Linked DNA regions of Mus musculus: all the other regions are linked to region 3. A link is a contact called in public Micro-C and promoter capture Hi-C data. All regions are on one chromosome and are shown on one strand. The core of a region is the stretch at or near the end of the contact, and the rest is flanking DNA. Distances in the headings are between cores, read along the strand shown. Region 1 holds the start of Inafm1 (InaF motif containing 1). Region 2 holds the start of Bbc3 (BCL2 binding component 3). Region 3 holds the start of Pnmal2 (PNMA-like 2). Region 4 holds the start of C5ar2 (complement component 5a receptor 2).

Evidence for each region. Hi-C and Micro-C count contacts between places; a contact is called where the count stands out from the background. Capture Hi-C pulls out chosen DNA fragments and counts their contacts.
Region 1: a Micro-C map of embryonic stem cells shows a contact between it and region 3, with 4 times the contacts expected there. The contact joins the promoter of Inafm1 here to the promoter of Pnmal2 in region 3. A contact is called at or near these places in 1 of 484 Hi-C or Micro-C datasets (embryonic stem cells) and 1 of 115 datasets of contacts at active chromatin or transcription factors (bone marrow-derived macrophages).
Region 2: a Micro-C map of embryonic stem cells shows a contact between it and region 3, with 6 times the contacts expected there. The contact joins the promoter of Bbc3 here to the promoter of Pnmal2 in region 3. A contact is called at or near these places in 1 of 39 promoter capture datasets (cranial neural crest), 1 of 484 Hi-C or Micro-C datasets (embryonic stem cells) and 1 of 115 datasets of contacts at active chromatin or transcription factors (astrocytes).
Region 4: a promoter capture Hi-C map of adipose tissue shows a contact between it and region 3. The contact joins the promoter of C5ar2 here to the promoter of Pnmal2 in region 3. A contact is called at or near these places in 2 of 39 promoter capture datasets (cranial neural crest and pre-B cells) and 1 of 9 other capture datasets (adipose tissue).

What each region holds. Positions count from the first base shown.
Region 1 is chr7:16,272,300-16,274,999 of GRCm38.p6, forward strand. Inafm1 (InaF motif containing 1) reads right to left here and starts at 1,393. Exons shown (of 1, transcript NM_001136270.1): 1 at 1-1,393. The coding sequence starts at 991. The coding sequence ends at 599. It overlaps Ccdc9 (coiled-coil domain containing 9), which reads right to left. Exons shown (of 14, transcript NM_001382411.1): 14 at 1,743-2,117. The coding sequence ends at 2,014.
Region 2 is chr7:16,308,216-16,310,915 of GRCm38.p6, forward strand. It overlaps Bbc3 (BCL2 binding component 3), which reads left to right and starts at 1,368. Exons shown (of 4, transcript NM_133234.2): 1 at 1,368-1,646.
Region 3 is chr7:16,943,406-16,946,105 of GRCm38.p6, forward strand. Pnmal2 (PNMA-like 2) reads left to right here and starts at 1,277. Exons shown (of 1, transcript NM_001099636.2): 1 at 1,277-2,700. The coding sequence starts at 1,688.
Region 4 is chr7:16,242,767-16,245,466 of GRCm38.p6, forward strand. It overlaps C5ar2 (complement component 5a receptor 2), which reads right to left and starts at 1,388. Exons shown (of 2, transcript NM_176912.5): 1 at 1,257-1,388.

The DNA.
Region 1 (2,700 bases), core at 143-2,642, 670 kb before region 3:
AATGGACTCAATCGCATGACTTCTTTATCAGAAGCTACACCAGTCTCAACATGGCACCAACAGCAATGCAGACCAGTTTTGGTTTGGTTCAGCTATATGCTCCACACTTCCAAAGCAGCAAATGTCACCACCCAAACCAGGACAAGCTAGCTTACGGGTGACATCCTCTACCCCTGCCATTGCAAACTATACCAACTGCAGTTTCCAGCACGCACCACTGTCTCCGAAGCTATACGAGATGACACCCCGAAAACTGGTAAGGCCTTTACAGTATCTGACCTTCAATGGCCCCGAAAACTGGCAAGCCGCTTCTCCCCATTCCAACCCAAAAATTACATGTGAGCAATGAGAGAGGAAAGCCTTTAAGGCCGCGCGGCCACGGAGCTAGAAGGGACCAGCGGCCGAGGCCAACGACCACAGACCAGGTAAGCCAGCTGAGGCTGGAGTTTATTGCCGATGAGCGCTGAGTCCCGGGAAGGAGCAAGGTGGAATAAGGTCGGGCAGGATCAGGACCGCGGCAAGGAGAGAGGCGGCGCCGCGCAGGCGAGGCCCGGTGGTGCAGATAGACAGACGCAGGCCACGGTGGGGGCGGGCCAGACTATCCAGGCGCTCGGCGCGCGGTCTCCCGCGTCGCTCCCGGAGCTGGGCGGCGACTGTGGCGGCGACTCCGTGGCAGTCCTGGCTGCGGTCGTGGCCCGCCGGAGGCCCCAAGCAAACAGGATGCGGGTGCGGCCGGAGGCGGGGCGGGCGGTGCTGCTCGAGCACACGGAGCGGCCGCAGCGCTGGGCAGGGGGTCGGCGGGGCCCGCAGGCGGCCGCGTGGGAACCCAGATGAGCCCGTAGTACACAGCAAGCAGCACAGCGGCCAAGGACACACACAGGAAGTAGGCGCAGACAGGGGCGAGCCGCAGCCATCGGCCACGGGGACCCTCGCTCAGCCCCGTACCACCCGGGCTCTCGCCACCACTGCCCACGCAGCTCGAGCCCCGCATCGCGCTGCCCACTCAGCCTGCACCGACCCCGCCCCCACCCCAGGACCGCCTCAAGCAAGCCACGCCCCTTCCAGGACCACGCCTTGTCAGACAGCACCCCCCCCCCAGCTCAGCTACATCCTAGACACGCCCCTACCGCCTCTGACCCACCACTATCAAGATTTCTTAGCTCTACCCCCTCAAGGCCACGCCCACTCGCTCTTCTCCCGCCCTAGCTGTCACATTTCCAACCGCCTATTCCTGTTTTCTACCTCAGCCCTCTCCGCGCTAATCGAACCCCTTCCTTCTTCGACCGACTGCAGCTCTGCACACTAGCATCCCTCTGCCCGCCGGAGCTAAGGTTCCTACTCTGTTGAAGCCGGAGGCCTACGGAGCTTCTGAACGCTAGCCCCGCCCACCGAGCCCCGGCCCCGGCCCTCCCAGTCTCACATCCCTGGACTACTACGAGAGTTCCGAGACCCAGTTCCCTCCATCACCCCTGCTGGCCCCTTCCCCAGCAACTCCGCACCAGCGTAAACTTCTGTTCCCTAGAGGCGAGGGATCCAGGGTGGACTGCAGGGAGGAGAGCAGCCAGCCTGGGAGCCAGGCAAACCTGCGCTGCCGCCCCTCCCAGCAGCATCTTCAGGACTGCGAGACGGCCTGCGGGGTGGGAGGAGAGAGGTGTGAGGATGAGAGGAGCACTCTCGTCCCGCCTCTTCCGCCAGCCAAGCACAGCAGCCTAGCCTGATCAGCTAGCAGCACAGTTCAAAGGTTGGCGGTAGCACGCGTTTAATTCAATCCCTAGCTGCAGGTTCCTGCACACCCAGGCCTCACAGGGACTGACTCCGAGGGTTCGACCAGACGAGTGCGGTCGGACTGGCACCACTGGGTCCTCAGCGAATTTAGAAGACTCCCCTCGGGCCGGGCTCGTTGCTAACCTGCTTCCTCCCCCACTAAGTTTAACCCTGGCCTGGACGGAGTGTAGCAGAAGCAGAGGAGCTGAAGGTTAGTACAGAGCGAGGCACCCTGGTCTGCTGGCGCTGTCAGCGGGCAGCCCCCGGCGGCGGAGCAGCCGCCACCACCTTGCAGAAACGCACCCTCTGGAAGTCTGTGATCTCCGCCGTCTCCTGGCCCTCGGGGCCCACCTCTAAGGAGACAAAAAGCGGTAAATGGAGGACCAGCCTGCCCGACCCACCCTATCCCGCACCTCAGTCAAACCCACCTACAACTTGGCCTCCAGCTTACTCGACCCTCAGGAGGCCCCTGAAGCAGGAGCCCCTCCAATCTAACCCTGTTGACTACTGGGAAGTGCTAGTGTAATGAGCTCATCCACTCCTCCCAGGACCCCAAACTATCCTGTTTGGCCTGGCCCCTTTCCGAAGATGTCCTTGGCTTCCACTCTCACTATTCCTTTGACAGCCTTTCCTGGCCTCTGCTCCACATCTTATTCTACTGCAGGGGAACTAAAAGATGAACACAAGCAGTAACCTGGCTGATCACGTTAAAGTGACCAAGATCAGTCTCTTGCTTCTACTACGTGGGATCTAAAATCCCACTATGGTCTGACCCAAAACCGCTAACCCTGCCTTCAGATAAGTCTTAAGAGCCGGCTCATTCATTAGTTAAAGTCGTTCCTACCTTTAATTAACCATGTTTTACTTTTACAGGATCTCTAACCAAAATCCAGTTTCAAGCTCAAAATCCTATCGCGTCACCCTCTTACCTCTGGG
Region 2 (2,700 bases), core at 118-2,617, 640 kb before region 3:
GATTTCTGAGTTTGAGGCCAGCCTGGTCTACAAACTGAGTTCCAGGACATCCAGGGCTACACAGAGAAACCCTGTCTTGAAAAACCAAAAAAGAAAAAAAAAAAAAGGGGGGGGCCTGGAACTCACTATGTAACTCAGACAGACTCCAACCTTGCAACCACATTCCTGCTTTATCCTCTGGAAGTGCTGGGAAGACAGGTGTAAGTGACTATGTTTATTTCTTTAACAAGTGTCTTATCTCACATGGCTGTGTGACACCCTTTCACAGCGGGCCCAGTGCTGGGCACCCATAGGTAAGTAATATACTCAGTAAGTTTGGTGACAGTTTGGGTGAGACAGAGAGTCTGTCAAGTGCCGTGAGAGATGTCTACGGCTTGGGAGGAGGAAGGGTCACTGTTTCAAAAGGGAAGGGAAATAAATGACTTTTAGAAAAGGGAAAGGAAACAGAAACAACAGACAGGATGAAATAGGGTGCAGGGGGCTGCCCGGGCATGTCTGTGCCAGGAGCACAGGGCTGCCTCTTCCCCATTTGTCCAGTGCCAGATGGGTATTACGCCAGGCGGGCCAGGTGTTTAAGTTCACGAGTGTAACCCGCCATCAAGCCATTTAGCAGGAACCTGTCTCAGGAGTGACTTTGTGAGCACAGGTCTGGGCTCAGTTTCTTCTGTATGTGACTGGCATGTTTTGTAGGGTCAGCCAGTGCAGTCTAGTGGCTGTGCTTCAGCTATTGCGGGTGTCAGCCTGAGAGTGCTATTTGGATTGGAGTGTGTGTCCCTCTGAACCTGCCAGGAAGTTGTTCTGAGAAGGGGTCAGCCTTTAGTGTAGTGTGAATGCCCTAGGCATCTGGGGACACGGGTTTGTGCGTCGGAGACTGTTTGAATATTGTTTGTGCAACTACGTTTTGGGTTGTCACTGTCTGTGTGTGACCCAGTGAGCCAGTAAGTAAGATAATCTGGATGTCTGGGTCTGTGTGAGCTCGTGTGTCCAGGCCCTTGTCCTGATGTGTATCTGTGCCTCTGGTCTGACTTTGTGTCCCTGTGGCTCAGTCATCACTGACTCAGTGCACCCTGGCGTGCCAGTCCGTTAGTCTGAGCGTACTCCTCAGGTGTGGGTGTGGGTCCCAGTCAGTGTGTCAGTGTGTCAAGCGTGTGTCCGGACACCCTAGGTCTGGGCTGTCCCCACGCTGCTCCTCCTGCCTGGACCAGGCCTCGCCCCGCCCCTCTGGCTGCCGGGAAACCCCCCGCGCCGAGGTAGGGGGCGCGGCGCCCGACTGCAAGCCCCGACTTGTCCCCAGCCGCGGGCGGGGCCCTGGCGTCACGCGGGGGCGGGGCGTGGGAGCCAGCGAGAGGCGGGGCGGGGCGGCCGCCGAGCGAGCGGGGCCCGGGGATCTGCCGGGAGGCCTGAGACGCGGCATAGAGCCACATGCGAGCGGGGAGCCCAGGAGGCGGCGGCGACACCAGCAAGCAAGCAGCAGCAGCGGTGATCCGGACACGAAGACTCCAGAAGCAGCAGCAGTCACTGCAGTTAGAGCAGCAGGAGCAGCAGCAAGGTGCCTCAATAGCAACCCACTCGGCGGGCGAGCCCTCCAGAAGGCAACCGCCCGCCACCCCATCGCCTCCTTTCTCCGGAGTGTTCATGCCCCCGGGGTGAGTGAGCACCCCGATTCCCGAAGCTGCTTACGAGCGGCAAGGCCCGGAGGGCTCCCTGGAGGAGGTGACGGGGTGCACGGGCCGATAGGACGGTCGCCTTGCATTCCCGCAGCTTGTGCCCCAGCTTTCATCACTGGGACTAAGGCTGGGCCAGGCGGGCGGGAAGGAAGCACCTGGGACTCAGGGCGCCCTGTCTGGGCGCACAGGTGCCACAGCGGTCTGGCGGGTTTGTTTACAAACAATGGGGTTCGGGCTCGCCCGCGCCCCCTGGTGGCTAGTGAGACCTGGGAGGAGCGTGGCCCCGGGCTCGCTCGAGTCCCCCGAGTCCCACTGCGGGAGGGTTGGGGTGGGGGGTGGCACCGAGGATCGGCCACACCCAGAGCGCGCGCCCGCCGGGGGCGGCGACAGGGGGCGGCGGAGGCTGTGGCTCCCGCGGGCGGGGGCTGCGCCCCAGCAACAGCCGGTTATTGGCCCCGCGCGCGCTGGGCGGGCGGGGCGGGCGCACGTGGCGGCGTCGAGGGGGGGGGCTGTGACAGCGGAGGGGCGGCGGGGACCGCGCGTGCGGGGCTGTGGATCTGCAGGTGTCTCGCCTGGGTGTGTGTGCTCGTGTTTGGCTCCCGAGTTTGTATCCCTACACCGAGATGTTGGCGTTTGTCACCCGGAGGGGTGTCTGCGTGAGTCCTTGCCCGCGTGTCTGCGGGGTGGGGTGCACCTGTCCGTTTACGGGTGTGGGTGGCCACCCCCCAAACCAGAGTTGTATACGTGTGCTCTTAAGGGGTGAAAAGGGGATCTGTATCTGTCGCTTGCCTGGTAGTGTTGGTGGTGGTGGTGCGGACGACCGGGGCACTTGAGCTGTGTTTGTGTGTCGCTTGAGTGAGCTGTGTTGCTGTGCAGGGGTCTCGCCCAAGTGTGCGCTGCGTGTGTGTGTGTGTGTGTGTGTGTGTGTGTGTGTGTGTGTGTATGCGCGCGCGCGCGTGCTGTCTCTGGGTGTCTCCAAGACAAGCATCTGCTGTACCCAGCTTTTGGGATGGGATGCCACCCAGTGCCTGAT
Region 3 (2,700 bases), core at 27-2,526:
TAAATCCAACAGATAGTCTATTCAACTCATAGAGGGAGGGACAGGCAGCTCAAGGGCCTTTAAAGCAATGGACCATGGGTATGGTGGTAGGTGAGAGCTGACCTAAAAGTTGTCCTCTGACCTCCATACATATGCTGTGCACAGGCATGCCCCACCGCACATGCATCGTACATATGCACACACACACACACACACAAATCATAAATAAAACAAAAATTTCAAAATAAAAAATTTGGAATATCTGGGTACAGTGGCTCACACCTATGATCCCAGCATTCTGAGGCAGGAGGATTACCAGGACTTTGAGGCTAGCCTGGGCTACATAGTGATATCCTGTTTCAAAAACCAAACCCCAAAAGGATCCAGGTGTGCTAGCATACAACGTCAATCCAGCATTCAGCAAGCAAAGGCAGAAGGCAGAGGGCAGAGGGCAGAGGCAGAGGCTGACAGATCTCTATGAGTTTGTGGCTAACCTGAGCTACACAGTTCTAGGCTAAACTGGCCTACAAAGTGAGATCCCGTTTCAGAAGCAGAATATAGGGACATCCATGAGTGAAGCTGGTCTCCATGAGTCTGGTACCCACATACTGAGTACCACACACCCGAAATGATACCCCTTGGCTCATAAAGGACAGCTGACCGGGGCGTTTCTGCTTGCTATTGAGGATACGGTAAAACATAGAGCCCGTGTGAGGTTACACCTCCAAAGGACAGTTTGATTTGGGGCTTTATTAATCAGAGGTCTATCTGTCCCGCAGGAATGAGGATGTAGTTCGGTTGGTAGAGTGCTTACGCAGCATGCAGAAAACCCTGGCCCCGAGCCCCAGAGACGTATTAATAAAACAGCGCAGGCTAGACACCACTGAGGCCTGTAATCGCAGGAGGGCGGAAGCAGGAGAATCAGAAGTTCAAGGTCATCCTTGGCTACATGGCAAGTTCAAGGCTAGCCTGGCCTTGCTTCAAAAAACAAAGCCAGAATAAATGACCCTGGTGGAAGCCTCTATTCTTTCCAAGGAGGTGTCTGTCTATCCCTTGAAGTGAGACTGATCACCTTCAGTGGTTTTCACAGTGACTTTGTCTTCCTTCTTGGCTCACTAGTCCCTAAACCCTCCTTCCCACCTGGCCCTTTAAGAGCAGCTGCTGCGACCGTACCCGGGCAGACCCCAGCTGCAGCCTGCAGTGTTACTATGGAGACGGGGACTAGCAGGAGGGGGCGGAGAGGTGATTGGGTCCGCGCAGGCGCAGACCGAGGCTGCCGTTCCGCAGCGGCCCCGCTGAGCGTCTAGACCCGGGTACGCGCTTCACTCCAGACTCCGCGGGAGCACAGGCGAGCCGCTGCTCTCACTCACCCCCACGCCCACCAGGTGCGTTGATCGTCGCCCTCCTGTACTCCACCAGCGGTGTCCAGTCACCTAGGTTGTCAGGGACAAAGGGAAGGGAGGAGCAACCCGGGACAGCCCGGAGAAAGTACACGTAAGCCCCCTGCGGACCCTCGGATTGCCCCGGGGGAAGACCGTTGAGTCCGGCAAGCTAGCAGGTAGCTATAGCCTACAGCCCCAAACCCGGAGTCTGGACTCTCACCCTGCTGGTGGCCTTTCCAGAGTGGGATTGACCTAGCCTGTGTTCAGTAGCCCACCCCTTTCTCGGGCTCCCTCCCGCCTAAGATTAGCCTCCGCCGGGCAGCGCCATGACGATGAACCTTCTGCAAGATTGGTGTAAGGAGCTGGAAGTGGAGGTGCACAGGGCCCTCCTGATCACGGGCATCCCTGAGCGCCTGCAGCAGGCGGACATCGAAGCTACCCTGAGTCCGAACTTGCAGCCCCTGGGCAACTACAGGCTTCGGACTGTGAGAGCTGTAACCAAAGAGAAGTCTCAGGCAGCCCTTGTAGAATTTGGGGCAGACTTCGATCACTCTGCCATACCTATCCACATTAGGGGAGAGAATGGGATTTGGAAAATCCTGAGTAAGGACCGCGGGCAAGATGCGCGGGTCCTTAGGCAGATGAGGCGCCTGTTGCTGGATGAAAGGCCCATGGATGACTTCAGAGAAATAGCCATCCCTCTGGTATTGGAGGCCCAAGCCCAGGCCAAGGGATTAGGGAAGGAGGCCAAGAAGGCTGGCTCCTCTGAAGGGGCAGCTAGGAGCGGCCGTCGGGGCCGTCGGGGAGGCAAGCGCCGATCCAGAAGCCACAAGTTGACGGCTCAGAAGGGCCAGAAGAGGAGCCGGGGAGGGCGGCGAGCCAGGAGTGAGTCGGAAGACTCTTCTGATGACAGCCTGGGTATCGTCATAGAGGAGATCTACGCAGAGGACCTGAGCGTAGATGAAGACCAGAGGGCCCTGTATGCCACGCTCCAAGCAGCTGCCAAAGAGCTCACCAAGAAGTGGGCCTTTCGGGGTGACCAGGAAGAAGGAGATGGCCCCCGAGAATTCTTGGCACTTGTCACTGTCACCGACAAAGCTAAGAAGGAAGAGATAGAGAAAGACCTTCCTGGGACAGAGTCTATCTGCTTAAACATCAAAGACGAAAAGAGCGGGGTTCCTGATTTAGTCGCGCTACTGGCTGTGAGAGATACCCCCGCAGTGGAGGTAGAGACAGAGGTGGATGATGATGATGAAGATGACGAAGATGAAGATGATGAAGATGATGACGAAGATGAAGATGACGATGAAGATGATTCCGACAGCGAGTCTCTGGAAAA
Region 4 (2,700 bases), core at 138-2,637, 700 kb before region 3:
GTCACACAAGCATGGGGACCTGAGGTTGAAGTTCTGGAACCCATATAATAGCCACATTCAGTAGTATATGTATGTGATGCCAGCGTTCAGAAAGGAAGACAGCCAGGGAGTCAAAATCCCTGGAAACGTGGGCCAGCTGGCCTTTGCCATTACAAGCAACAAGAGACTCTGTCTCAAAGTAGAAAGGAAAGCTCTAGAATTAAGGCTAGCCTCTGACCTTCAAATACAAACTGTGACTCTCACAGGCCCATGTGCACAGATATTTAAAGTGAAAATTATTATTAGATATTTATTATTATTATTTGTAGTAGTAGTAGTAATGACAAGAACAAAAAAGAAGTTGGCTATAGTGGCTGGGTTTGGTTTGGTTTGATTTGGGTTGGGTTGGGTTTGAGACAGGGTCTCACGTAGGCCAGAGTGACTTCAAACTCACAGATTTGCTTTCCTCAGCTTCCCAATTGTGGGAATTAAAGTGTGCCCTAGAGTACACTGTCTTAAACTATACACCTACAGCATGGTGCAGGCTTAGGACACCGAGCAGGACATGGCCTCAACCCTGACATGGACTCTCGTCACTCAGCAGTTCCTGATGGTCGTCTTTCTCTCTGAGCCTTGCTTAAGGCTGAGAAGGATGCGGTCACAAATTCTTCTGTTGATATTTAGAGCATAAAGTCATGTTGTTAGAGGAAATTGCTTCTGGGTCAAGGCACTACAGATTCTGTGATGCAGGCCTCTCCTCTCTCTCTCTCATCCTGAAAGGCCTCAGTGTTCTCCACACCTCAACATGGGAGACTTACCTGGTCAACAGATGTGCCAAGATGATAAAAGGTCTGGAGCAGTGCACAGCTCAGTGTTAGGATATTTGCCTAGAATCCTCCAGCAAAGGATTGGGGGCCTGGCTCAACAGAACCAAGAACTCACCAATGAGGGGCTGGGAGTGTGGCTCAGTAGTAGAGCTAGGGCTAGGGCTCCTCAGGTGAGAGTGCTTGCTGCTGAGAGCGGTACCTATGAACCACCTCTCCAGGGCCCTCCCTTTCCTTCCACCTTGTGTTTAGAGACCAAGGCTCTCAACTTGCTCTAGATGCTCACTGATTAACCCAGGCCTGCTGGTCAGCAAGCCCTAGAGATCCATCTGTCTCACTCTCCCGTGCTGAGGTTACAAACACAACCCACCGTGCCTCTGTACCAGGCAAATCCATAGCCTGGGCTGGAACGCATATCCTTATGTTTAAATGGCAAACACTTTACTCACTGACCCGTCTCCCAGCCCCTCATATTTCATCCCAGAAGACTCTACTGCAATGTAACAGCTTCCTGGATGTGAGCTCCCGGAGGTCACCGTTACAAGGGAAGGCGGCTCTGGCCCCAGGCCTTGGAGCCCTGCATCTGAAGAACAGATAGGTGTGTAAGACCCAAGGGTCCAGAAGGCTGGGGCTGGGGGAGGAGAAAGAACACACTAGAGTCCGCCAAGCTCTCAGCCCACTTCCTTTCCTGCTCACTTCCCCTTCCAACCCTGTTGACATAAGCAGATTCCACAGGCCACACATTTGGCAATCCCCTGGACTCTGCAAACTTCTGTTTTGAGCTGCGTTGCTTAACCCTGACCTGCCTGGGAGTCACCTGGGGTGGGGGTCTCTCAACATGACCACCACCTGCTGTATGTCCAATTCCTTCCTTCCTTCCTTCCTTCCTTCCTTCCTTCCTTCCTTCCTTCCTTCCTTCCTGTCTTTCTTTCTCTTTCTTTCTTTCTTTCTTTCTTTCTTTCTTTCTTTCTTTCTTTCTTCCTTCCTTCCTTCCTTCCTTCCTTCCTTCCTTCCTTTCTTTTAGATTAATTTATTTTTGCCTTTGGTGCATGAGTGGTTTGTCTGTATATCTGCGTGCTACACACCATGCCTGTGGAGGCAAGGAAACTGCATCAGCTCCCCTGGAACTGGAGCTACAGACAGTTGTGAGCTGCCCTGTGGGTTCTGGGAAGGAAACCTCAGTCCCCTGGAGGAGCAGCAGCCAATGCTCTTAAACCACTGAGCATCCCTTTTTGTCTCGTTTTGGTTTTAAACTGGCCTCTCTCTGCAGCCTGAACTCACGGAGGTCCACCTATGGCCGTCTCCCAAATGCTTGTTACCAAGCCTGGCTGGGATTTTTGTTGTTGTTTGTTTGTTTGTTCATTTGTTTTTGTTTGTGTTTTCAGACAGAGGCTCATGTAGCCCAGAATGGCCTCATGTAGCCCAGGCTAGCCACAAACTCTCCTTGACTAGATGAGCCTCCTGCCTCTACCTCCTAAATCCACCATGCAGATTTAGTTTCTTTGTGTGTATATATTTGTTTTATTTTGAAACCAAGTCTCACTTGGACTGACCTGGAGCTCACTAAGTAGCTGGCCTCAAACTCCCAGAGGTCTGCCTGCATCTGTGTCTGGAGTGCTGGAATTAAATGCATGTACCACCACACCCAACCACTATTGGAGATTTTATTCAGTGCAGGGGACTGAACCAGAGGCTTGTGCGTGTTAGGCCAGCATGCTACCTACTGAACTGAAACACTGTATCCTGGGCCCAGCTTACATATTATATATAATTTTATATGTATGGGTGTTTTGCTTGCATGTATGTCCAGCATGTGTGGGCTTGGTGTCCAAGGCAGCCATTACAAATCATTAGGAGACACTATGTGGATGCTGGGAACTGAACTAATCCTTTAAAA